3 separate regions of the Mus musculus genome follow, and regions 1 and 2 are each linked to region 3. The links are chromatin contacts, called in public HiChIP or PLAC-seq maps. All regions are on one chromosome and are shown on one strand. Each heading gives the region's core, a stretch centred on a gene start, on an enhancer-like site or on the middle of the called end of the contact. The rest is flanking DNA. Distances are from core to core; before and after follow the strand shown. Region 1 holds the start of Fbxo5 (F-box protein 5). Region 2 has its middle 18 kb from the start of Gm30617. Region 3 has its middle 33 kb from the start of Myct1.

Region 1 (4,083 bases), core at 887-3,386, 240 kb after region 3:
ATATTATGTTCATGTTAGGTAGACACAAAGGCAGATTAAGGAATTCCATACTCCCCCAATCAAACAAATGTGGGGTACATATCTAGTCTTGCTATTTTCATCTGATATCCACTTAATGGCAAAAACTTGGCCTCAGTTTTCCCACCCACAAAATGGGGAAGAAAACAAAACTGGATTAAATGGATGATCTAATTAAAAGCATCTGTTTATCTAGTTAAATCACAAAAAGGCAAACTTGCTGGCATTTCTTACACTGAAAATCAAGATAAATTCCACAAAAGCACAAATGAGGAGGCAAAACTTCAAATGAAAGAATCTCTGCGGAGCTTTCTGACCAGCTTATTCTATTAGGTTTTGGGGAGGGGGCTGTCCTTAAATGAACTTACAGATAAAACGAAAAATATTTCAATGTTTTAGAACTCACATTAGCACCCCTCAGCCAATCACGGGATGGGGGAAAGGTGGAGAGCTAAAGTGCACCAAGTCTGGCCTTTCATTTAACTTATAAACACAGGCTTTACACTCCAGATTAAAGACTGTAATGAAAGCTGGCCTTAAAGTCTTAGCTCTTCCATATGTTAACTAGGTTTCAGTCTCAGTCCCCAGCCATGTGGCCAAGGTCAAACACCATCCCTTCTTTGTGCAAGGGTGAGGAAAGGTGATTGAAAGTATAAGCCAAGAGAAAACCTTTAAGTCTACTTTGAAAAATATTTAAATGTTCTAATTATTTTTTAAGGTTTCTTCAAGGCTGTAAACCCAGTGGGGGAGGGGAGTTGGGGGCAGCAAGCATTTCCTGAGGAGGAAAGCTGAGCAAAAGAATCCCTTCGTAAACCATTAAATTTCTTATTTTCTAACGGAGACTCGGGTACTCTTTTACAGACACATTCTGCTAAGCTAGTACTTTCTTCTCTTCAAGACTTAATTCCTTTTCTGATGAAGAAAGATTATTGAGGATATATATATATATATAGAGAGAGAGAGAGAGAGAATGAATTACCTCTTCCTTCAGTTGGAAATTTTCTACGATAGAACCGATGCATCTTTCATTGAGATGCCAAGAAAGATAAAAAATTAATAAGAAAATAAACAATTGATTCTCTCTGCTCACCTAAACGTTGGAAAAAGTGACCATTAATTCTTCAAAACACCCGAAAATTAAACAATCCCTCCTCGATTCTTTCATCAGCTAAACACTACAGGCAAACTCACCGTTTTGGAGGAAAAAGGGCGCTTTTTAAAAGGCCCTGCTGACTCCAGGCCTTGAGACTTACTGAGAAGCAGCAAAACAGGGGAGGAAAAAAAAAACTTTTTCCATTTGGTACAGTGGGCAGGCGGGGGCTGGGGGGTCCTTTACATTTGGCGGGAGCTGAGAAGGAGCCCCTAGAAATGCTGAGGGGGTCGGTGGTGGGAGGTGCCCCGAGGGCGCGGTGCACGAGGGAAGGCGGGAGATAAGCGCGGAGCTCAATCTCCCGCGCTCTCCAGCCAGGGCTCTGAGGGCAAAAAGTTACGGAGACTGAGTATGGATGTGAGATAGATGAGTTGTGAAATGGGGGGCGTAGAGGCTAGAGATGGGGCCATCTGGCCAGCTTGGAGTCCCACAGTCCTGTCACAGCTCGAGCATGAGTTGAGGAGGGGAGAGGAGGGGGCATTTGGCGCCCAGGCAGGGGGTGGGGTGGAATGCGGCGCGCAGAAGCCACTACCTTGCACGTCCCCAGTGCAGGGTCTCGGGGTGGGATGGAATAGTAGGACCCCGTACAAGGCCGACCACATCTGTCCCACTCTGCACCAGCCACCCTTGCTCCGCGCCTTCCTCCCAGTCCCGGGCCCAAATAGGTCGCCTGAGGCCCGGAACACCGTGATCTGCAAGCACCCAGTTTCTGAGGCTGCCGCCACAGAGAAAGGATTCCCACGATGCCCGCCTCACACTCACCGTCCACGGTAGTCCGCGCGCCAAGACGGCAGGGACAGGAGGACGGCCGGCGCAGGTCACTGCAGGTGCGCCGGCTCATGCCGCAAAACTCGGGCTCCAATGCTGGGGAGGTGGCGGCGACGACAGGAAAAAGGTGGCCGGCCAGACGAGGCGCCGAGCCGCAGCTCTTAAAAGGCGCCAGCTGGTACTTTTAAAATCTTTGAATTTGGTGCCCAAATCAGAACAGACCAATGGGGCGCGGCGTTTGCACAAGCGTGCCAATAGGCAGGCGGCATGAGAGGACGCCCTCGCTCGCCCAATAGGAGGGCGCGGGGGCGGAGCCAGCCCTGGAGCCTGGGCTCCTCCCACACGCCCAGATCCTCGCCTCCCCAAAGTTGCTGATGGAGCTGGCAAGCACGCCCATGTAGGCGTGGCCTGTGAAGGCGGCTGGTCCTCTGCGCAAACCCGCCATGCTGCCCTCTCCCCGCACCCCCCCTCCGTTATCCCGCGAACCGGCTTCTCCAGAGTCCTCATGTCCTGGGGACAGCTCCGACTTCTGCCTGAAAGTCTGTGATGGACACAGGCGGGCCCCCAGTCTTCCTCCATCGTCTGTTACGAGCGAGTTTGCAGAGCTGCAAACCCGCCACTCTGAGTGCACACCTTCCGGAAAACAAGCCCTTCCCCTGGCTCCGGACCCGCCTCTCTAGGATTTAGGCGCGCTCTACTCTCCCTCCTAAATTGGCTCCACCCCCTGCCTGGAGCTCCTGCGCTTGCGTATTGCGCGGCCGCCACTACGGAGTTGGCGGGTTGGCGCTTGCGCGCGAGGAGCCTGGCGGTTCCCTCCGGGCGGGGCGGACTAGCTGGGGGGGACATGTGACCGGAGAACCGCCCTTGCCCTGGGGATGGCGCGCAGCAGGACCCCGGCGTCCCTTTGCTTGGCGCCTTCCGAAGGCTGAGGGCGCGGCCTAACTTAGATCTGGCCATTGCATTCTTTTTTTCTTTTTTTTGGGTTGGGGGCGGGGGGGCCGGTTCGAGACAGGGTTTCTCTGTATAGCCCTGCTTTGGCCATTGCATTCTTTTGGGTTTTCAACCACCACGAATTCTTAAAAGTGTTAATTTGTATTTTATTTTATGTGTTCTTAACCTTCGTTGGCTAGGCTCGACAGCCGACCTGTTCCCCTAAATAAGTCAGACTCCCGTCTCTTTGGGGTGGAGCGCCCTGGCTGCGTGGATATTTTTATATCAAAGGCGAGAGTGAAAGTATTATTAAGTCTGATGGTGAGCTATAGTGCACCACTAATGATGCTGGGCATGCACGTCTTGAATTTATTTCTAAGTGGTGACAATACACTTAACTTCTTTTCAGACTACAGAGCAGTAAAGCTACAGGATATGCCATTTCCCTCTTGCTTTTCTGCAAGAGCATATGACTTTCTGTTAGTGTTCCATGCAGCTCCTGTGTAAAGCGGGACCAAGATTGGACTGAGTCATACAAACGTTGGGTGGATCCAGTTTTTATCAAATTCTTTTTGTTTATCCCTAGTTTTCTGGCATTTTCACGTTTGGAGTGTTGCAAAAAAAATAGTGATGTAGGTGGTGTTGCTTACCAAAATCTTGACCGCTATTTCTGTTTTGTACCTGAGAACTTTGCCTCTAAGTAAAAAGGCTGAAAAGACACGAGCCCTGTCTTTAAGGAAGTTTATATCCTAATGAGAAGGAATTTGGCAATCAAAATTTTCAGTAAATGAAAGATACTAAACTACGTGTTAAAAGAACTGTTAATAGAGACATAGGTTGAGAATCTTGAATGGTCAGTTAAGTTTGACACTTTGAACTGTATTGACCTCACAAAGAACTACATTAAAAAAAGTGCCTAGAGCTCAAGCAAGGGGGACAGGGGTGTGTGTGTGTGTGTGTGTGTGTGTGTGTGTGTGTGTGTGTGTGTGTTTGCATCCGGAAAAGTCAGAAGCTAGATCATGTGGTATTTGTAGATTGTAAGAACTTTAGTTGGAGTCTTGCTGAATGGATATTAAAATGCTACGTGGTCGGGCATGGTGGCACACACACACACACACACACACACACACACAGGAGCCAGAAAACCTAGTTCCCCAGCAGAGAGAGTTACACAGAGAAACCCTGTCTCAAAAAACAAAACAAAACAAAACAAAAAA
Region 2 (4,215 bases), core at 881-3,380, 210 kb after region 3:
AACACAGTGAAGAATATGAAGAAAAACATCACACAAACACTTGTACTTGTTAAAAGTTAAAACAACTAGTAATAGTTATTGGTTAATTCAAATATTGTTGTCTTTCTTCTCAGAATTTCTAGTTGCTTTTCTAAAGACATTTTATATGCCCTTCAGAAAGCTTAATCTAAATTTTAATTATTCAAGAAACATGGGTTATCTTTTTTCCCCCTTGGAAGATAATTTTTAGTCAATTTTCTGCTCCTTTAACTGTAAGTTAACATTAAGGGAGAAAAAAAAAACTATACCATTCCATTATACATAAATCAGTTAGTGAAGTCTACCATAAGATTAATCTAGCCATGTCCTTTTAATGCATAAAGGCCTCTAATGAACATGACCAAGACAGTCATTTTTTTACTGTCCCAACAATATGCTGGAGGTTGTCAGGAAGCACAGCTGATATTCAGTGCTCTCTGATCTATAGTCACCACTGCCCTGCCTGCAACTCCTGTCCACCAGTGTGTGTGCATATGTGTGTATATATGTGTATGTGCTCACATGTGTACATATATAAGTAAACTCAAACAGAATATTTTTAAGACTAACAAGAAATATTGCAACAGTGTAAATTGAATCTGGTATGAACTCATAATTGGGTATGGTGAAAAAAAAGTTTGTTAAAATTGATTATAATTTATTATTTCTGCTTCATTCCATTCTGGACTCTGTTTTGGAAAGGCCTGCATCTGCCTTCTTTGAGGCTGAATCTCCTCTGCTTAATCAACTTCTGTACTCATCAGGGTTCTCTAGAGACACAGAACTTATGGATGGTCTCTATATAGTAGAGGAATTTGTTGATGACTTACAGTCTGCAGTCCAATTCCCAGCAATGGTCAGCAGCAGCTGTGAATGGAAGTCCAGGGGGTCTAGCAGTTGCTCAGTCCCACAAGGCAAGCAGGCAAAGGAGAGAGTCCAGCACCGCATGTATAATAATCTCTTGAATGAATGGATGGATGAATGAATGCTCAACACCCGCTGTCACTGAAGCTGCTTGTTTCTAATCTCCATTCCGACAGCTCACTCCAGAGTTCTGCCGTAGACCCTCTTTGGTCCCTGTCTGTGTAGAACAAGTCTCTGGTTGTAGATGGACAAGGAGTCGGTGAATGACAAACAGAAGTGACACAAGAGATTGTGTAGAATCTGAATGTATTGTCACAAAGTGAACACCAATCTTATATAATACAGAAAACAAAGGGGTAGGGTGTCACAGTAGACAAAGTACATTGCAGTTATCTGACACAAAACAGAGGAATGACTTCAAGAAGACTTACAGGAACCAGGTAATATTTACAGTAAAATAAGAGAGCCCTGCCTAGGGTCAGCTAATGACAGGTGAGGATTTCACACCCTAGTCACAATTTGTGCTACTCTTTGAGCCTTGTGAAAGCTAGCACTAGGGGGTTCTGCTCTAGCAGACCTTCTCATGAATAATGCAATACCACAAACCTCCTATTTCCTAGGCCTTGATAAATTCTTGTATGAGTGTAACTTGGCTGTTCTTTTAAGTATCTGTGGAGAATCTCCATTTGTCAGAAGAATTCACCAACTTGCTTCTAATATGCAATGCAGCCTGTTATACCTGGCTGTAGAGAAGATTCTTGTTTAAGTGGGATTCCCTAACTCTTACATGGTAAACCCACCTATTAGCTAGGCCATGGTGTATTCCCTTGTTTGGGTGAGACTGGCTACTGTCCTAAGTAAACACTCTGCAGACTAGCCCTGAGCTATTCCAGCTCTGTTCTTTGTAATGCCTAATTAGTTTCACTGTCTCTACTTGAAGTAAATTTGAATGTTACTGAATAGGTAACCTCACTGGATTTCTACTGAATTCCAAGCTCATCCGGCTTCAAGGATTTTCTGGGACGTTGGAACACTGGCGAAGGCTTAGCTATGTCAGAATTCAATCTTTAACGGCGTGGATCCATACACCAGACTAACACGGGGATAGAGTATGAGTATATGGGTTATGAGAATGCCTGGTTCCAGGAGGTTGAGTTTCCTTGAAACTCCCTGCCTCGTGAGTGCTTCCAGGCCTCTCAGCTGCCAAGCAGACTTCACTGGAGTGTGTAGCAGAGCTCTCTGAATTCAGAGGGCTTTGTCTAGAGAAGGCTAGCCTGTATTCAGATAGTAATTACCCTCACTCCACCTCTCCAGTGCTCTCAAATGCCTTTAAATCAATGGCTGCTCTTGCTTTCTGAGTTTTTTAAAACTATTGTAAACATTATAAAAAATCTTTGGGGATAGAGAGATGTCTCAGTACTTGAGAGTGCTGGCTGTTTTCCAGGTGATTGGGGTTCAATTCAAAACACTCTCATGTTAGTCAACAACTATCCAATGCCTTTCTCTGGCCTCTATGAGCACTATACACACATGGTGCACAGATATACATGCAGGCAAACACCCATAAAATAAAAAAATAAATTAATTTTTATGAATTAAAAAATAAATTCTTAAAATAGAAACATATAGTGTGTTCTACTAATTAAGAAGAATTCACCAACTTGCTTGTAGCCTTCTATGCCTGGCTGTAGTGAAAATTCCTGTCTCAGTAGGATTCCCTAACTCTTACATGGTAAACCCACCTATCAATTTCCAAAGTTCAAAACAAGATAAAAATAATATTTTGACAAATAAGTTAGCTGTTCTTGCCACACATAATACCTATGGATGGCATTTGGTCAGTCTAATAATATACTTGATATTTTTTTTTTTTTTTTTTTTTGGTTTTTCGAGACAGGGTTTCTCTGTATAGCCCTGGCTGTCCTGGAACTCACTTTGTAGACCAGGCTGGCCTCGAACTCAGAGATCCACCTGCCTCTGCCTCCCGAGTGCTGGGATTAAAGGCGTGTGCCACCACGCCCGGCTTATACTTGATATTTTTTAGATTTTATTATTTTATGACTTGTGCAGACATCATGAAATAATAGAATGGCTCAATTAATGCATGTTGGTATCATAAGCAAGAAAAACATCTAACTTTGAGGACTTCCAGAATTTCATTTTTGGTAGAACATGATTTTAATATTTTCAACTGTTAATATTCAACAAAGAGATAGTCATTTTCAGATATATTTCATTGTTATGTCTCCCTTTTCATTTCTGATTTTATTAATTTGGATATGTCTCTGTGCCCTTTGGTTAATCTGGTAAGGGTTTATCTATCTTGTGGATTTTCTCAAAGAACCAGCTCATGTTTTTTTGATTCTTTGTATAGTTCTTTTGTTCCTATTTGGTTGCTTTCAACTCTGAGTTTTATTATTTCCTGCTGTCTACTCCTTTTGGGTGTATTTGCTTCTTTATGTTCTGGAGTTTTCAGGTGTGTCAATCTGCTAGTATAAGCTCTCTTCAGTTTCTTTTTGGAGGCACTTAAAGCTATGAGTTTTCCTCGTAGGAATGCTTTCATCATGTCCCATAAGTTTTGGTATGATGTGTCTTCATTTTCATTAAATTCTAAAAAACCTTTCATTTCTTTCTTTATTTCTTCCTTGACCAAATTTTCATTGAGTAGGATGTTGCTCAGCTTACATGTATATGTGTGCTTTCAGTTGTGTTTGTTGGTATTTAACACCAGCTTTTGTCTGTAGTGATCTGATAGGGTACATGGGAGTATTTCAATCTTCTTATATCTGTTGAGACCTGTTTTGTGACCAATTATAGGTCAATTTTGGAGAAGGTACTATGAGATGCTGAGAAGAAGGTATATCCTTTTGCTTTAGGATGAAATCTTCTATAAATATCTTTTAGATCCATTTGGTTCATAACTTCTGTTAGTTTCACTATGTCTCTGTTTAGTTTATGTTTCCATGATCTGTCCATTGCTGAGAGTGTGGTGTTGAAGTCTCCCACTATTACTGTGTGGGGTGCAATGTGTGCTTTGAGCTTTAGTAAAGTTTCTTTTATGAATGTGAGTGCCATTGCATTTGGAGCATAAATGTTCAGAATTGAGAGTTCATCTTGGTAGATTATTCCTTTGACCAGTATGAAGTGTTCTTCCTTATCTTTTTAAATAACTTTTGGTTGAGAGTTGATTTAATTGATAATAGAATGGCTACTCCAGCTTGTTTCTTGGGATCATTTGCTTGGAGAATTGTTTTCCAGCCTTTTACCCTGAAGTAGCATTTGCCTTTGTCACTGAGGTGCATTTCCTGTATGGAGCAAAATGTTGGGTACTGT
Region 3 (4,566 bases), core at 681-3,180:
ATCAACAGACTACTGTGGGTGTTTGCCTTAGCACTGCTGTTAGTTGGTTAGGACCTGTGGTGGTTCATACAAAAACATGTCCTCTGTAGGTTCACATATTTGAACACATGGTCCCTGGTTGCTGATGATGATTGGGGTAGCTATGGGATTTTTCTATATGTGTCATTTTGCTAGAGGAAGTAGGTCATAGGATGGGCTTTGGGGGTTTACAAGACTTCCCTCATATGCAGTTCACTTCCTGTTTGTCAGTGATGATGATCTCTTGGCTTCCTGCTCTTACCACCTGCTGTCATGGACTCTCTCACTGTAATTATAAGATCAAATAAACTCTTCCTTCTGGAAGTTGCTTCTGGTCATGTTGTTTTATCAGAAAAATAACTAACATAGCCTCCATCTTTAGAAGCTCACATGTCCTTAATTATCCCTTCAAAGACTCTGACACCAAGTACAGACGTTTTAGGGTTAGAGCTTCACATGCAAGCCAGGAAGGAGGCATTGTTCAGTCCAAAAGGGAGGGATGCAAAGATATCCTTGAGTTCCTCGATGAGAGACAATGAGTGCTGAAATAAGCTGATGGCAGTCGAAAGGCAAAGGAGGTGATCAATTGTAGACAGCATTTCACAGGCAAAAGCTGCAGCCACTGAGGCAGCAGGGCCAAACCTCCAATGCTGAGTCTGGGGAACAAAGAAAATAACTCTGTGTTAAGGAAAAGATGGGGCTATGTTCACGTGTATTTCTGCATTTTCGCTCCACCCCTCTCTGTTTTTGTTTCTTCTATTTTCTCCAAACTGCTAAGTTAGCAGAACATCTGATCTTCATGCCTTCCTTAAGACAATCCCTGGAAACAAATTTCCCTGTCACCCTGGTGACCCTCTGCTGTCCCTTCTGCCACTTTCTGCACAGCCACCACAGTTGTTCTTTATCTGCTTACCGGTTCCTCTGGATTTTTTGGTTAATTTTCCTCCTTCCAGTATCTGCTGTCCTGTCTTACTCTGTCTGTATTGTCCTTAGGAATGCTTAGGTCTGGGACAACAGGGAAAAGCATTTACTACCAAACCTGATGAATTACATTTGCTCTGTGGGGCCCACAAGATACAAATAAAGAACTGATTCCAACAGTTTGTCCTCTAACCTTCATGTAGATACCCACAGAAATACACACACACACACACACACACAGAGAGAGAGAGAGAGAGAGAGAGAGAGAGAGTGACAGAGACAGACAGATAGAAACAGATAGAGACAAACAGATACATAAACACACACATGCACAGACATACACCTACACAGACACACATATCACATGCACATATATACATATGTTTTAAGAATCCTTATGTCTAACATTTTGCTTGAAGATTTAGATAAGAATCATTTTAAGGCAATCTATTTTGTAGGGAAGAAACGCAAAGATTTACAAACTATGCATGCACTGAGCTCTTCGAATGCTTTCTCCCAAGGAGTCATTAAATTATGAGTAAATTGATACAAATTCAAGAATGTGGAATCCACAAGAGTCATTTAAAATATGAATAAATGAATACAAATGCAAGAACGAGGTAATCCACATAAAATGCTGTGATAAAGAGGACTTAAGATACAGTATGAATAGTTGTTATGATGTAGATTATGATTTAAGATGTATAATTTGAGGGTCTTTGTCCAAATCTGAGATGTTTTCACAAAAGCAACACTTTCTACACAGCACTTCTGAATTATCAAAAAATTTTGATATGTTTTTCCCCCCCCCGAAGTCAGCATCCCATGTTCTAAGTCTCCTGAGCTGGAATGAGGTTTAAAACCTACACTATGGGTGAAGTCTACCAGCAGTTCAGACACAAAGCTACTTGGAGACTGGATACAAAGAATACTGTATACACTGTAGCCAACACCCTGAGGTGAAGGTTGGTCATAGGACTTGTCCTCCAGCAACTTCAGTCATATGTTAATTTCTCTTTCAAGCAGCAGAGGAGAGCGTCTGTTGACCTTGCCTACAGAGTTGATGAAACAGAGCAATATCAGGACATTTGGGAAAGAAACAACATATCCACCGTGAAATTTCTCACACCCCTCCTCCCCAGTACACAAACCAAACTAAAGCAGACGAGACAAAACAGCAACCAAAAAGAGCTGTGGGGTGTGAGTACAAATGGCTTTTGCTTAGATTTTGAACACCATGGTCCCAGTAGACATAAAGAAAAAAAATTTTTGTTTCCTATTATTTGACAGACACTGAAATAAATACTCGCCTGTTGTCTGTGTCTTGATCTATTCATTGCTGACTCTACCTGCCCTTGGGGGTTGGAGATGAGCTGGGGCGGAATCAACAACATAGACTCTGGGAGCAGGTGAAAAATGCCCAAGCAAGCTCATCTGAACACTGCTGCAAGCTCCTTTGATACCCTCAAGCCATGCCCACGGATCCCCAGAAAGTATCTCTTCTAAACAGCAGTTCCCGATTAGCCTGCATTGTTTGCATCAGCAATCCTTGGTCTCTCAGTCAGTCTTCAATTAGGTCCTCTTGCAGGAGATGCCTTTATGACTGAGTGGCCCCAGGCGTTTACTTATAGGTGGCTGCTGCCTGTCCTCCTCAACTCGTCCTCAAATTCATCTCCAGCAGCAGAGGCTCACTGGCACTCCACAAGAGGTTTATGGGTAGATACTCCTAGCAATATTAGAAATAATTTCACTTATTTGTTACATGCAAGCCAACCTACTAAAACTGGCAAAACATAAGCATGGTGTATAGATGGATATTGTGCACTGATTTACAAAAAAAAAAAAAAAAACAAAAAACAAAAAACAAAAAAACTTCAAGCATTCACAGAGAATAAACCACATAATTACCATTAACCCAGTTAAAATTGTCTAATTAACTATAATCCACAACTACAATACTGTATTCTCTTTGTGGGCATGTTTGTGTAAGTACATGCTAATGTGTGTGTTTGTGTGTTCATGTGTGCATATGTATGTGCACACATGCAGAAGCCAGAGGACAATGTGGGCAGTCTTTCTTTTTTGTTTTCTCCCATATTTTTGAGACAGTCTCTCACTGAAGGAGGAGCTTATGGTTTCAGCTAGGCTGATTGGTCAATGGGCTCCCCTCCTGCCTCTGATTTCCCAGTTGTGGGATAATAGACCTGTACTGCCACACCTAGCTTTCAAGTGGATGCTGAAGATCCAAACTGAGAGGTCCTCACGATCGCCCAACAAACCCTTTACTGAGAGTCTTTCTCCTCAGGCCTCGTGCTTTTTCCTCTTCAATGTGTAGCTCATTGCCCTCATCACCTTACGGTTTCCTAGTAAAAACTGTATTTTCTACTTAATTTCTATTTGTTCTTTCAATAAAAACAAAAGTAAAACAAATATGTGGAACAGTGGTGAAAAGTTAAATAGAAGATAAAATCATCTTAGGCAGCAATACAGTAACACTAATCCTTAAAGAAGCTTAATTTTAAAAATTATTTCTCTTTACCTCATTTTTTTTTTTTTTTACCTTAGAGTAAAAAGAAAATTAGACTCTTCGGCTATTGATTTTTTGTCTCTTCCAGCGCTCCTAGGTTATTTTTATTTTGAATTGTATATTTTCAAAATATTTACCAAAATGTACACTAATTTTTTTTAAATCAAATGATTATAGACTTGTGGTATGGGAAAGAATAATCCTTCATCCTTACTTCTCCTGATTCTTCTTCTCTTGGGGTATAATATCTGAAAAAAAATAGCGGTGTTTAATTTATATTTACCTTCCTCTCTGTAAACAAGCTCATGTTCATTCTTGAAGTTTAGAAACATTTATCTATGTGCTTTGCCTGTGTGCATGTTTGTGTATCATATGCATGCCAGTGGGAGGCCAGAATAGGGTATTGGGTGTCCCAGAACTCAAGTTACATGCAGACAGATGTGAGCTGCCATATAGGTACTGTGACCAAACCCAGGTTCTCTGGAAGAGCATGTGGTACTTTTAATGACTGAGGCACATCTCCTGCCCCAAATTATTGATTTTACTAGTTCAGGAATCATCTATTGAGTTCTCATCATAGAAGCTGAGCAGTTAATTCTAGCTCCAGGCTCTTGTCTATCTCGCTTGTACAATTATATTTCCTGGGCTTATGATAGGTCTACTCTGATGAAAGCCCCTGATTTGATGTAACCTCAGCAGGATGTGTTCATATGCAATGACATCTCAGCACAAGTCTTTGTCTTGGAGCTAATAGTTCTCTATTATTTGTTCTTTTTAACGAAATGTTGAAGTTCTAGATCGATCCTTATATTGCCATCCACCTACCTAGGCTGTCCATATTTGACAAGTGTGATACCAGGACAACGTTTCTGCTATCACAGGAACAACTGTGCTATGATATCAGGTGAGTCACACTCCTTGAAAACTACAATTTAATAAATTTAAGGTGTGTACTCTTTATAAAAGATGTCTGGAAGATGGGGAAATGGCTCAGTAAATAAAGCACTTGTCATACACTCATGAGGACATGAATTCAAATTTCAGAACCCATGTGCAATTGAGCATGGAAATGTTCCACTCTAATCTCTTGCCCTAGGGTT

Evidence for each region. HiChIP or PLAC-seq counts read pairs in DNA pulled down with a chosen protein or histone mark.
Region 1: an H3K4me3 HiChIP or PLAC-seq map of embryonic stem cells shows a contact between it and region 3, with 5 times the contacts expected there. The contact joins the promoter of Fbxo5 here to the enhancer-like site in region 3. A contact is called at or near these places in 3 of 39 promoter capture datasets (the HPC-7 cell line, cranial neural crest and hippocampal neurons), 7 of 484 Hi-C or Micro-C datasets (embryonic stem cells, hematopoietic stem and progenitor cells, megakaryocyte progenitors and 2 more), 14 of 115 datasets of contacts at active chromatin or transcription factors (the 230-238 cell line, astrocytes, bone marrow-derived macrophages and 2 more) and 2 of 9 other capture datasets (adipose tissue and liver).
Region 2: a contact with region 3 is called in an H3K27ac HiChIP or PLAC-seq map of embryonic stem cells, with 2.4 times the contacts expected there. The contact joins two enhancer-like sites. A contact is called at or near these places in 1 of 39 promoter capture datasets (3T3-L1-derived adipocytes), 7 of 115 datasets of contacts at active chromatin or transcription factors (bone marrow-derived dendritic cells, embryonic stem cells and stem cell-derived neural progenitor cells) and 3 of 9 other capture datasets (adipose tissue, liver and pancreatic islet).

The regions. Positions count from the first base shown.
Region 1 is chr10:5,803,329-5,807,411 of GRCm38.p6, forward strand. It overlaps Fbxo5 (F-box protein 5), which reads right to left and starts at 2,137. Exons shown (of 5, transcript NM_025995.2): 1 at 1,931-2,137. The coding sequence starts at 2,009.
Region 2 is chr10:5,771,666-5,775,880 of GRCm38.p6, forward strand. No RefSeq gene overlaps it. Among named protein-coding and RNA genes, the nearest start is that of Gm30617, 18 kb to the right of the region's middle. Within about 2 kb of position 2,131, at least 19 of the 459 cell types and tissues checked have an H3K27ac peak or open chromatin away from gene starts, as enhancers often do. A contact at or near this core is called in embryonic stem cells, where this site is marked.
Region 3 is chr10:5,558,796-5,563,361 of GRCm38.p6, forward strand. No RefSeq gene overlaps it. Among named protein-coding and RNA genes, the nearest start is that of Myct1, 33 kb to the right of the region's middle. Within about 2 kb of position 1,931, at least 7 of the 459 cell types and tissues checked have an H3K27ac peak or open chromatin away from gene starts, as enhancers often do. A contact at or near this core is called in embryonic stem cells, where this site is marked.